2 separate regions of the Mus musculus genome follow, and region 1 is linked to region 2. A link is a contact called in public Hi-C data. All regions are on one chromosome and are shown on one strand. Each heading gives the region's core, a stretch centred on a gene start, on an enhancer-like site or on the middle of the called end of the contact. The rest is flanking DNA. Distances are from core to core; before and after follow the strand shown. Region 1 overlaps Usp15 (ubiquitin specific peptidase 15). Region 2 holds the start of Mon2 (MON2 homolog, regulator of endosome to Golgi trafficking).

Evidence for each region. Hi-C and Micro-C count contacts between places; a contact is called where the count stands out from the background.
Region 1: a contact with region 2 is called in a Hi-C map of liver, with 4 times the contacts expected there. The contact joins the enhancer-like site here to the promoter of Mon2 in region 2. A contact is called at or near these places in 3 of 39 promoter capture datasets (the 3T3-L1 cell line, 3T3-L1-derived adipocytes and liver), 2 of 484 Hi-C or Micro-C datasets (both in liver), 2 of 115 datasets of contacts at active chromatin or transcription factors (the SCID.adh cell line and embryonic stem cells) and 3 of 9 other capture datasets (adipose tissue, liver and pancreatic islet).

Annotation. Positions count from the first base shown.
Region 1 is chr10:123,119,551-123,126,186 of GRCm38.p6, forward strand. It overlaps Usp15 (ubiquitin specific peptidase 15), which reads right to left. Exons shown (of 22, transcript NM_027604.4): 15 at 6,262-6,377; 16 at 5,863-6,135; 17 at 5,414-5,484; 18 at 4,964-5,079; 19 at 4,386-4,535; 20 at 2,022-2,125. Among named protein-coding and RNA genes, the nearest start is that of Mon2, 46 kb to the left of the region's middle. Within about 2 kb of position 1,266, at least 10 of the 459 cell types and tissues checked have an H3K27ac peak or open chromatin away from gene starts, as enhancers often do. A contact at or near this core is called in liver, where this site is marked.
Region 2 is chr10:123,071,996-123,077,935 of GRCm38.p6, forward strand. Mon2 (MON2 homolog, regulator of endosome to Golgi trafficking) reads right to left here and starts at 4,510. Exons shown (of 36, transcript NM_001163024.1): 1 at 3,857-4,510. The coding sequence starts at 3,967.

The sequences.
Region 1 (6,636 bases), core at 16-2,515, 44 kb after region 2:
AATTAGAGATAGTTCCATTTATGTAGTGGTTATGTAAGCAGGTGCAATACTGTGCACTGCATCCACATTCAGGCACCACCCCGATTCTCACTGGAGAACTAGGAACCTTAGGCTTCCAGAGGACAGTTTGCTCCAGGCAGTGGAGCTGTTACTCAGGCTGGGTCTGATGCCTAAGTCCAGCATCTTTATTCCTTAAGTTCCTATGACATTTTCCTTTCTGACAACCTTGCTCAGTCACCTGTGGCTCTTACACACTAGGATTTCCCTGCCTTTAATAGAGTACAGAACAGGGAAAGATGACAAGTGGTACTTTTTACTCCATGCTTCGTATAAAGGATGCTCAAACCCCCATGTGCTACCAGAACACGCTCCGACCATAGCTGTACACATACACATTAACCATCAACATTCCGAGGTGCTGAGGAACAGGGTGGCATGACAGCTTCCCCTGGGGAGCCTTCAGCCATTTTCCCTCCTTGCAACCACACAGATTCACAGTAACCAGCCGTGAACATCTTCTGTCTGTGTTCCCTCTAGGATCCTGCATGCAACAGCCTCACGTCTTTCGTTCTGTATCCCTTCTTAAATCTGCTCAGCGGCGTGAGGCCTAATGCATGTGCTGAGCTTGTCAGTCTGAACTCAAGAGAACTGCAGAGTAGACAGCGCACCCACAGAAGGAATATTCTCAGTCTTAAAGAAAATGAGAAAACTGTGAGATAGACTAAATAAAGAATTTCGTAACCCTCTTTGAAAATCTTAGCAAGCTAGACCCGTGGAGAGGGTGATTATAAAGCAACAGTGAGACAAGAATGATAAAGCCAACACACAGCCCAACAGCAACTATGAAGAGCCAGTCCTAGGTAAGCCGGAGTGGGGTGCAGAGGGTAGCCTTTCACAGAGGTAACAATGTCCAGATGTAGGCAGCAACAACAACAACAACAAGAGAAGACTGACAGTCCATAATGACACGAGACAGAAAACCCACGGGTCAGGCCCAGATGTAGGGATATATTCTAGTAGACTTGTTGGGATAGTTACTGTCCATATTGTTCTGGTGATTTCAGAAAGAAAAACAAAAGCAATGTAGCTTGTTTTGGGACGATAGATTTGATTTCAAAGTGAAGTAATATATATAAAAAAGACTATTTCACTTATGACTGAAATCGTTAAGAACTCTACTCAGTTAATGCAATCAAGCGGGCACTGAGAAGGATAAAACGATGACCACGGGAATGGCAGTCGTCTGCCCAGTGCAGTGTGAGCTGGCACAGGCAGCCTCAACTCCCATCCGCTCGGCACGCACGCTCACTGTGTGAGGAAGCGGCACTATGGACAGCTCAGAGGCATCCTTGGATAACAGACCATAAATACTGACTCGTTTTCAGTCTTACAGTAGTAGAGCGTTAAGTGTAATTTGGAGTGGAAAGATAAATGCCATAATTGTAATCATAAAAAGCAAAAGATTAAATAACAAGAGGAAGTTATTGAGATCAACAGTACCTATTGCTTAACAAATAAATATACATGGTTTCAAAGTACGCAGGGCTGCAGAGATGGCTCAATAGTTAAGAGCACTGGCTGCTTTTTCAAAGGTCCAGAGTTCAATTCCCAGCAACCACATGGTAGCTCACAAACATCTACAGTGAGATCTGGTGCCCTCTTCTGGCCTGCAGGCCTACAGGCATACAGAACACTGTGTACATAGTAAATAAATCTTAAAAAAGAAAAGAGTTGCAGAAGAGCACAGCTGCAGATACCTGAAAAGGAGCGAGGCTGATGGGTGGGAGGGACAGGACCTTAGACAGACAGCATGTGCCTTCCTGGCCTTCAGCTGAAGGGCATTAACTATTCCTATATAGAACTGGCTTTTAAAATACAAGCTATACAGGTGATTCATTCACCTAAGACTATTGAACAATGATTATAAGCAAGATTCATTTGACATTTTATTTACTTAAAAGTACTGACTATGTTACAGGAAAAAGTACATGAAAAGGTTAAAATGTAAAATGTCAACTTACAATGTCCTCCTCCCATCCCTCCATAGTGGTTGGAAACAGCAATCAAATTATAGCGGCAAGGACCTGCATTTGGGTTAATTAGGAATTCTGACATATCCAAGTCACTGTTAAAAAGGAAATCAGAGGTTAAGGCACACTTTAAAAGTGATGAAATATTTCTCTTCTAAAGCAATAAATAGTGTCTTCTGCTAATACTGACTCTCCTATATGTATTCATGCATGTGCATTAATACAACAACATCAGCAACAAACACACATACCTCATAGAAGAAATTACCCAGAGATAATTTACCAAATGAATTGGACATGTACCCTTGAAATTTTAGTGTTTAGGGGTTAATAATTCAACACTGAATGTTATTCTGATTGATGTTTTCATGATTCCACATTAATTTTCAGTGTTCCAGAGAAAAAAATTAAAATGAAAAGTAAAAATCAACTTTCTTAGTAATACCCATAAATTAAAAACTTTGAGAGAACCCCCTGCAGCTGCTTCTGTAACCCAGTATACCCTCTAACTGCACAGTGCTCCCTGCTCACAGACTCACAGACGAGGTGGCTCCATCCAGTCACAACTGGTTAGACACAGAGACCAACGGGCCAACCGTGGGGTACTTGTTTCCACTTAGTGCATTTACAATCCAGCCCTCCACTTAAATCTCAGGAAGATCATGGCAGGGGAGGGAAAGACTGTAAGAGATTGTGTCTTATAACGACAACGACAGGGGTGGTAGTGCTGGGGAAATGGATCAGCATGAGAGACCATCAGCTGCTCTTTCACAGGGTCCAGGTTCAATTCCCAGTCCCCACACGGCAGCTCTGGCCTCTGCAGTCACTGCACACATGTGGCACACAGGCCTAGGATGCAAACCATCTACAAAGTAAAACTAAATCTCAAGAAAAAAAGAGGACAGGAAGGGGGTGATGTGTACAGGAGAGGGTAGACTGCAGGAGTTGGGAAGAGTCTTGAAGTGATCAAATACATTGTGTTACATTTTCAAAGTATTAGTAAAAATATTAAAATGTAGGGTTTTTATCCTATGCTTCGTAGTCTGCATGACTCATACACTAGAAATGGGCAGCATCTTTTGAATGCAACATACTGTTCATTATCTATTGTGTATTAAGTCAAGAACAAAACCACCTTGTTTCTGGGCATCACTCTTTTTTTTTTTTTCCAAGACAGGGTTTCTCTGTGTATCCCTGGCTGCCCTCGAACTCAGAAATCCGCCTGTCTCTGCCTCCCGAGTGCTGGGATTAAAGGTGGGCGCCACCACCGCCCGGCTTCTGGGAATCATTCTTATGCTTGCATCATTAAAAGGTAATAATGTTTCTCAATTTTAAATATACTGCTATTGAATCTAGCTTTCCAATACTCACACTGTTAAAATGATATACTCTTGAAACATTATGGCTCAGTATTTTAAGATAAAAATGCCTTATTTGAGTTTCTAGACAGCATGGTCTTGAACACATTCGTGACCCAGTGCTTCAAGGATGGTGTAGAGGTGCACACTTACCCACTCAGCCCTAGCCCTTTCGCCCTCAATGATTGCAAAATGTTTTCAATCAATAAATATCAGTAAAATACTGAGTCCGTTAACTCTCTTCCCATTCGCATTCCCGCTATCCTTCCGACTGTCTTTGCTAATATACATGCCATTGGCATGCCTACTACTTTACACAGGGTGAAAGACACTGTCATGTCCTCTTACACACACCATAGTGTCCTGCTCTAATAATAATAATAAGTTAGTGTGGGAGGCAAATAATGCTAACTGTTCACCTTCTCAATTTCCAATTTTGTGTAGTAAAAACCAACCAACCAACAAAACCCCAGACACGCTGGCTGGCCTCAGAGTTTTGAGAATTAACTCTGTTGTGCCCTCAGACTGTCCTCTCTTCACGCATCACCATCTGAGAAGGATGCCAAAGATAGCATCTGATGGTGCAGTCTAAGCCTTCCCTGATACTTTTGTATCATTTTAGTTTTTTTCTAGAAAAGCATATTTAGGAGTGACTGATGGATAATAAAATAATTATTAGGAAAACATAGAGCCACTAAGCCAACAAAGTATCTTATAAATGGTACTGTAACGTAAGGTAATTCAGTACAGACTGAGTTACAACGTATCTTTAAAAAAAACACAGACAAAAAAACATTTCCTTTGGTCCATGAAAAATAAAATCTCTTATGAAAAAATATTGTGAAATACTAATTCTAATAAATTATTATAACTACTCAAAACTTCAATGTTTAAACTGGTTTAATTATACCTGATGTTTCCTAATGCAAAATAAGGAAATCATCACATAAATTAGTAAAAAAAGAAGGCCTCTTGTTTACTGAGTAGTTGAACTTACCTGATGGGAAAATCGACTAATGTATCTAGCTTGTCTCTCATGTAGCGACTATAGGAGAATCTCTTGAGATGCACCACAAGAACTGGAGGCAGGGACCACAGATCTAATTTCTTTGTGGCTTGCTGATGCTCTTTACAATTTGGACAATACCTATCAAGAAGAAATCATAGCGCTTGACAGAGGCAGAACCATGCCTGCATTACTGAAAACTATGAACCAAAGTCACCGCATGGGCAGGTTCTCCATCTTAGCAGTGAGTAATTATTGTAAACCTAACAGAAATGAACATGCAAGCAATTCCTCACGACATTAATCCTCTACATTTTCACATGAGCTTTATAAAGAAATACTCAGAGGAAGGATGAAAGTGGTTTATTAGGGAGAAGACAATACAGTCCTGAGAATGAAGGTTCCACTCTGATACTTCACAGAGCCATCAGCATCCTTCTTTAGACCAGAGCTTATTATATAAAGACACCGCACTCAAATGCCAAGGAAAGCCAGTCTTGGCCGGCCCGCCCGCCCGCCCAGCACACGCCCTCCAGGGAGGACGCAGACAGCGCGTGTCCGGCTCTTACCAGGGGTCCTCAGCACCCAGCTTCTCCTTGGTGGTGAAGAGCTCAATGCAGTCTTTTAACTTCACAAAGGGCCTTTTTGGAGGTTTGTATTCCACACTTTCATGTTTTTCAAAATCCTAAAGAGATGTATTTCTTGAGTTATGAGAACAAGTGAAATGAAACTACTCTTAGTCATAGGTGAACTATGTCTTATCAACAATGCCAACTTTCAGAAGCATCCCAGAGCTTACGCCCACTGACAGGTCACGCGGCCCCTTCTGAGTGAGCCTCTGGCTGACTAACCTCAGGGAAAGCATGTTCAAGACCAACTACACCTTAACGACTAAGTAGCTTAACCTTGTTTTCTGCTAAAATCAACGTATCCGTAGAAGCAAAGGTAGAAGGAAGAGTATCATTAACTCCTAGTTACAGAGAGAGAGTGAGAGAGAGCAGAAGACGACAAGGCCTTACCTCTGCAGCATTCTCATCAAAGTATCTCTTCTTCAAGTCAGGGTCCCAGTCCAAAGCGAGAAAAGATCTTTCTGAGGTGAAAAAATTTTTTTCATTAAAAATGTTGTAAGATTTAAATGTTAAAATAAGCGTATCTTCGTGCCAACACATACACCATAGAAGAGGAACCCCAGCATGTTTCTACTTGCACTAGGCGGTCAGGGCAAGCCTGAGAGCTGCACCCATGCCGCTGACATAAATAATCTGAGCGGTGAAGTGATACAAAGCTTAAACACACAGACTTTGATAAACACTGCCACTGTTGAAGGCATTCATTAAGGCTTTTAATTATTACTTATAGATAAGCAAACGTCCTTTTGTTCAAGACAGGTCTAAATTTCATGGTCTCTGACCTAAACAATAATTTGCTCTGCTCAAGTTCAGTGTCCACGCCATTCTCAGATACTCACCGTCCAGCCGAAGCTGCCTGTCATCGAATCGGATGTGACTGGTGTCGTCTTTGATGTAGTTGATGTCATTGTTGCCTAAGTTGTTGAACTGGAATGTAAACAAGCGCTTTTTGTGTCCCGTAAGTTGACCTTTGCATGTTTCTTCAGTGCACAATCCATTTTCAGAATCGTTATCTCCTCCGACTGAATCTTCAGACTGACTGTTCTCGTTCTCTGAGGGAAGCTCTTGATCCTGGCTGGACTCGTCATCTGGCTCGTCGGTTTCCATCTCACCTTAGTGTAAGGAAGAAGGGAGGCCTTTAAATAACCCTGCAGTGCACTTCCGAGTCACTGGCACTGCTCTCCTACAGCGACTCGTGTGCTCTGGGTGGGGGAAGGAGGACTTAGAACAAGTCTTACTTGGTGAACCCTCTTCATGTAGGCCATTTGGCCCATTCCCATTAATATTCTGGTCCTCACAGCAACGTAGGTGTCCATCTGTTTCCTCAGTTTCAGTAGACATTTTGACATACCGGCTACAAAAAGAAATTTTTAAAAATCAGGTAATAAATGAGCCTGCTAGAAAATTAACTTTGCATTTGACTTAAGAAAACCAGCTACGTTAACTTAACCTCAAGACCTCACACTGAAGTAAAGCTGAGTCATCATCTGTATCTGTGTGGTTTTAATACAAAAGGGGACTGTTTACTTCTAGGGTTTTCCCCCCTTATACCTGTAGGCTTGTTTGTTTGTTTCTGAGACAGGTCTCATTGTCTCTCTGAGGCTGGCGTGAAC
Region 2 (5,940 bases), core at 3,260-5,759:
TAGGATAGTACATGAGAAAATAGGGAAGAAAAAGAAAGCTAGTAAGGACAGGAAGCAGCAGGAGAGCCAAGGCAGCCTTACACAGTAACATAAGCAAATGATGTAACCATAACAAGACAAAGGACTAGGGCATACTAACACAGAGGTGGTTCAGTGACAAGAAGTCTATCTGAACTATGTGGGAGATATCCTGGTAGGTGTTACACAGGCTGACGGAAACCAGAGTGGATGACACAGATAAAGCCACTGGCATCACATTAAGGCCAAAGGTCAGGGGAGTGGCAGCAAGCAGGGAAGAACATGAGGAAAGCCTTGGAGACAAACCAGGATACGATCACACATGAACAACAGGACTCCTGAGAGAGGAGACACACTCACAGTGTGCTACAAATCTCAAAATGAGAAAGTGTCAGAGGGAAGGAACAGTCAATAGCCTAAGTAATGATGTAGACAGGCAATGGTAACAGCGAGGCATCTGCAGGATGCCACTATGAGAAGAGGAGACTTACAGATGGGTACACAGGGGGTCACATGCAGCCCCTTCCCATTCCAGCTTTGCCATCTTACTGAACCCTCTGGAGCTCCTCACGTGTGGATGAAGTACTGATTTAGTTCACTCTCGTCTTCTTTGAGACAGTGTCTTACTATGTAGCCCAGGCCAGCCTTAAACTATGTAGATCAAGCTGGCCTCAAACTCAGAAACCTGACCACTTCTGCCTCCCAAGTGCTGTGGGTGATACTATGCCTGCCTTCTTTTTCTTCTGAGACAGAGTCTTGTGATATAGCTCAGTCTGGTATAGAACTTGAGATCTTCCTGCCTCAGCCTTCTAAGTGCTAGGTTCTAGGTGTGCCTCACTATAAAATATTTAAAGTGGCATGTTAAAAGATGCAAAGTTTCCTACACTGTTGTAAATGTTATATTTTATTCAATCAAACTCATTTCATGAAGAGAAAGATAGTTTCTATTTTTGTTACTTTTTTTCCATGTTTTATTCTTAAGAGATTAATAAGGTGGTCTGGACTAACTAGTAGCACAAATTTGCTTTGTTCTTGGTTAAAAGTAAGCTACCTTGGAGAAAGAGAGAAAAAGACTAAAGATGATTTGAAGTCATACACAGTGTCTTTATTTCTATGTGATCAAAGCACAATGCCATGAAGTAATCAATACAATGCAAATACTTATGTATTTGTCTCTATTATGATTTCAAAACATAAGACAGGAATTTATACTATTTTACTTGTGAGAGAAAGACCACCCTCATAGAGGAAATAACTACATTATAAACTTCTACACTAAAACAGCTTTCAACTAAGCACAGCTAGATTAGCCAGCCTCTCTTCTTCACTGTCCTGAAAATGAACTCTGAATCCACACACAGAGGCAAGAACCTTCGCCTCAGATCCCTAATAAAAGGACAGAGAACCCTGCTGTGGCAATACAAGGCATTCTGTCACCAGGTCTTCAGCAGCCACCAATTAACACAGAACAAAAGCTCTGCCATGGGGAACTTCTGATTTAGGCAAAAACTCTGCCACGGCGCCAGATAATAACAGAAAACCTTGAAAGTACACAGCCTGGAACCACTAATTGTTATTTATGCTTTGTGGTGATATCAAGAAAGGGAGATGGGGCCTGCAGGGATGGCTCTGTAGTAGTGGTGCTTATCACCAGGTGTGACAGTGTAAGTCTGCCTGTATGTGGATCTCATGTGCCCGGTGCCAGTGAAGGCCGGATGAGGGCATCCGGTCCTTTTCAATTCGAGTTACAGAGTTTAGAGCACCATATGGGTGCTGGGAATCAACCCAGGTCCTCTGGAAGAACAGCCAGTGCTCTTAACCATTGAGCCATCTGTCAAGCCCCAGGAAGACTCTCACTCAGCAAATCCTTATGGAACATGCAGCATAAACGAGATGGTGTATTAGAGACAATCAGGAGAATGATGCTTGCCATCACTGCAAAGGCTGGAAGCAATTACCAAGTAGCTGTCTAGGCAGTGATCTAGGAGAAACTAAGGAGCTGCCATGAGAGCTCCAGGACTAGGAATGTGGTGAGTTCTAGAACTTTGTAACTTACCTGCTGGAAGAGTGGTTTTTCCCAATAAAAATACCACAGACGATATCAATTAAATTCCAAGGTTAAAGCACAGAAGCCAATAGCACAGAGGAGCCACAGCTCTTAACATGATTCACTAGGACTGGGAACAGCCACAGCTCTATAAATTACTGCTGAAATGACAGTAGGATTTGATGTTTTCTTTTTTCTTTTTTTTTTTCCTTTTTTTTTTTCTTTTTTTTTTTTTTCTTTTTTTTTTTTTTTTTGTTTGTTTTTCGAGACAGGGTTTCTCTGTGTAGCCCTGGCTGTCCTGGAACTCACTTTGTAGACCAGACTGGCGTTGAACTCAGAAATCCACCTGCCTCTGCCTCCCAAGTGCTGGGACTAAAGGTAACTGGAACAAACAGGTAAAAGCAAGGCACTCATGGAAAATTTCAAGATTCCTGACAAGTCTGCATTCTAAACTTTACTAGTCAAGTTCTAATTATAAAACTTCTTACAGTATTCATAAAGATAGTTGTAAGTAGAAAAATATGAACTCACTCTGTAACATTTAATAGCAAGTAGTATGATAAAATTTCAGGTATACTAAGTAAGCTATATTAACTAGGAAATAAAATTAACTATTTTTACATATCTTTGAACTACACTATTTTTAAAGTTTTTTTTTAGATGTATTCATTTTTGTTATATTTGTATGGGTGTTTTGCTTGTAGGTATGCCTGCACACCACATGTGTGCCTGGTGTCTTTGGAGACCAGAAGAAAGAGGTCAGATCCCTTGAAACTGGAATTACACAAGATTGTGAGCCACCATGTAGGTGCTGGGAATTGAACAAGGGACTTCTGGAAGAGCAGCAAGTGCTCTTAACTGCCGAGCCTGACCCCTGAACTACAATAGTTTAAAAATGTGAAAGGGCAGTTTTTAAAATATTTCAACAAAAATGGAATCTTAAAAGAAAAAAGTCAGGCATTAGTGACTAAACTCAATTTTTCAATTCAATATCTGGAAAATTTTATTAGCATACATTGAGCTCCCTGATACTCGTCCTGTGAGCCCCAGTCATCATCACCATCACCACCATCGGTTTTGGAAACAAGGTCTCTTTATGTACCCTGGTTGTCCTGGTGTCCACTCTCTAACTCACAGAGATCCACTCGCATCTGAGTATTGGAGCTAAAAGTTTGGCTACCACACCCGGTCTCCTATACTGGTACCACAATTTTCAGCTATTCTACAGCTGAAAAACAACAACAACAACAACAACAACAACAACAAATTATGCACCCAAGAGGCTATATATACTCAGATATATTTGTTTTGCAAAGCATCCTACTAGAATACTGCTTGTGCAGGGCTTAACATGGTTATCGTAGGCCTTGACCATTTGCTGTAATTTGGGGCTCTAGTTTATCACGACGATTAGATTTTTAGGTGGGCTGAATAACACAGACAAGAAGGAAATGTTCCCACACACTATGCCCACCTAAGTATGGAGAACGGATTCCGCTACAGCGGTGGATACTCATTCTTAGGAGCAATATACCTGACTCGAGTGTCACCAAACCGGCTCACTCATGGAACTTCGCTCCGAAATAAACATAACAAGAGAATGGAAGAAATCAAATCTCCTTGGAACTCTCAAAAGAATTCTACGAACAGCCTTTGCTGGGCAATCACCAAACTTAACTGGCGGAATGAAAATTAGTATAGGTGTTGGGGAATCGAGGAAAGCGGTCTACGAGGACCAGGGAGCGCTCGTGACGTTCCCCCCCCCCGCCCCTGACGTCGCCTGGGACCTACCTCCTTGACAGGTGGGAACTTCTTCTTGCATTCTAGTGACAAGGCCCGCAGGTCGCTCTGCATATTCTCCAGCAGCTTCTTCACAGCCTCGGGGCTGTTGGTGCAGGACATGGTCCCTCCAGGTCACCGCCGATCTGGGACCAGCACTACCAAGCAGGCACTGTCAGCAGCTTGCGCGGCCCGCAGCCAGCCGGCGGCTCCTCAGTCTTCCTTAGCCGGGGCCCAGGGCTCGGCGGGCGGGCGGGCGGGCGGGCGCACGGCCGGAGCCGGGCTGCGTCTCCCGAGGCGTGCCCGAGTTCCCCCCGGGCCGCCCCGCACCGCCGCCGGCCGCTCGCCGAAACCTGCCCGCAGCGGTGCAGCCCCACCAGGCTCCACCGGCGCCGGCTCAGGAGCCCACCAGACGGGCAGGTCCCTCCCGCTGCCGCGGGGCCTGGCCACGGCGGGCGTCACCGGCCGAGCTGGCCACAAGCTTCAGCGATGCCCGCCCCGGGTGCCCAGACCCGCCGACGCCATTAGCCCAGTCGCCCACAATTCCGAGCGCGGCCCGGACACGTCAGCCGCACTTCCGGACTCCGGGCCCCGCCCCCGCCCGGGCCAATCCGGAGGCGAGTCTCTGGAGGGGCGGGGCCGAGCGAGAAGCCCAGAACGAGCTCCAGCTGGGCAGTGCGGACCCCGCCCCCGCCGTCGACGCAGGTGGCCGGCACAGCTGCGCAGGCGCGTCCTGTTTTTTTTGGCTGGCTGGTAACCTGGGGATGATCGGAGGTGTCTCCCTACGTCTGTTTGTGATCCATTCTCTTCTGCTATAAATATTTGCTTTTTTTAAAAAATGAATTTGTCTTGTCCGTCACTTCTGCCTCCTTGATCCCCACCCCCCTGACTTAAAACACAAATCAGCGTCTTGCTCCTACCTCCCCGGCCTGGGGAACCTAAACGACAATCCTGCGGAGTTATCCAAATCGACTGACTTTGGTTTATTTAACTGCGGAGTCGTCCCTGATTTTCCTTATCTGTTAACAAGACTCCTCCTGCTCCCCGCCCCCTCCCCGCCTTCCACCGACAGATCCCTTTTATGTTTTTATTTTGCTTTGTTTTTGTTATCTCCCCGCCCCACCCACCCACCTCCCTGACTGTATACCTAGAACATACTAGGTAATTGACGCTCAAATAAGGAACCAATTCATTAGATCAGAAGTGCCAAATAAATGTAAGGCAAAAACTAACGTGAGCTTTTTCGATGTTCCAGGTGAGTCTATTTTTGCCCAAGACATTTCTCTGTTGTAATAAGCAGGAAGCAGAAATAATTTCAGCGTATTGTTCGGATGAGCAAAGCCAGCCTGTGTGGATTGAAGTTGGAAGAGGAGGAAGCTATGTCTGTGTTAAGCTATGTCTGTGAGACTGATTGGAACGTCTTGATTATGGGAAGATGGAATGTTGCAAGTCTAGAATCTAACTATCTTGGTTATCTTTTGCCCCCAGGTATCCACTTACTGTCATCTCTGTGTTTGACCTAACACCCTTGTCTTTTTTTTTTTTTTTTTTTTTTTTTTTTTTTTTTTTTGGAATGTGCCATCAGATTCCTAACTTCCAATGACTCAAAGGCGATCACTATCAGATAGTCCCTGAGGGGCGTGACAGAAAGTTTCCAGTTTTGCTGTAACTCACCTACCTGATGTTCTCAACCTCTGAGTGGAACTACCCTTTCACAGGGGTGGGTGGCCTAAGACCGTCAGATATTTATGCTATTGTTCATAACAGTAGCAAGATTACAGTTACGAAGTAGTATTGAAGATAATTTTCTGGTTGGGAGTCAGCACAACATGAGGAACTGTGTTAAATGGTGGCAGCGTTAGGAAGGCTGAGAACCCCTGCTCTAATGCATTTGTCAAATGCCTTAAGGGAGTCTTTGCTTTGTTATAAAAACTTTATGAAAATGCTACTGTGTTGGATGGTGGTGTTTGGGGGCAACCTGAATCTGTCTTCCTGAGCCTTGGTCCTTCATGTTGGGCTACAGAACAGATTAGGTCTTACTTTCTTTGAGTTGGGAGCTGTATTTTGAAGTTTTCTGAAATGATCTAATAACTGGG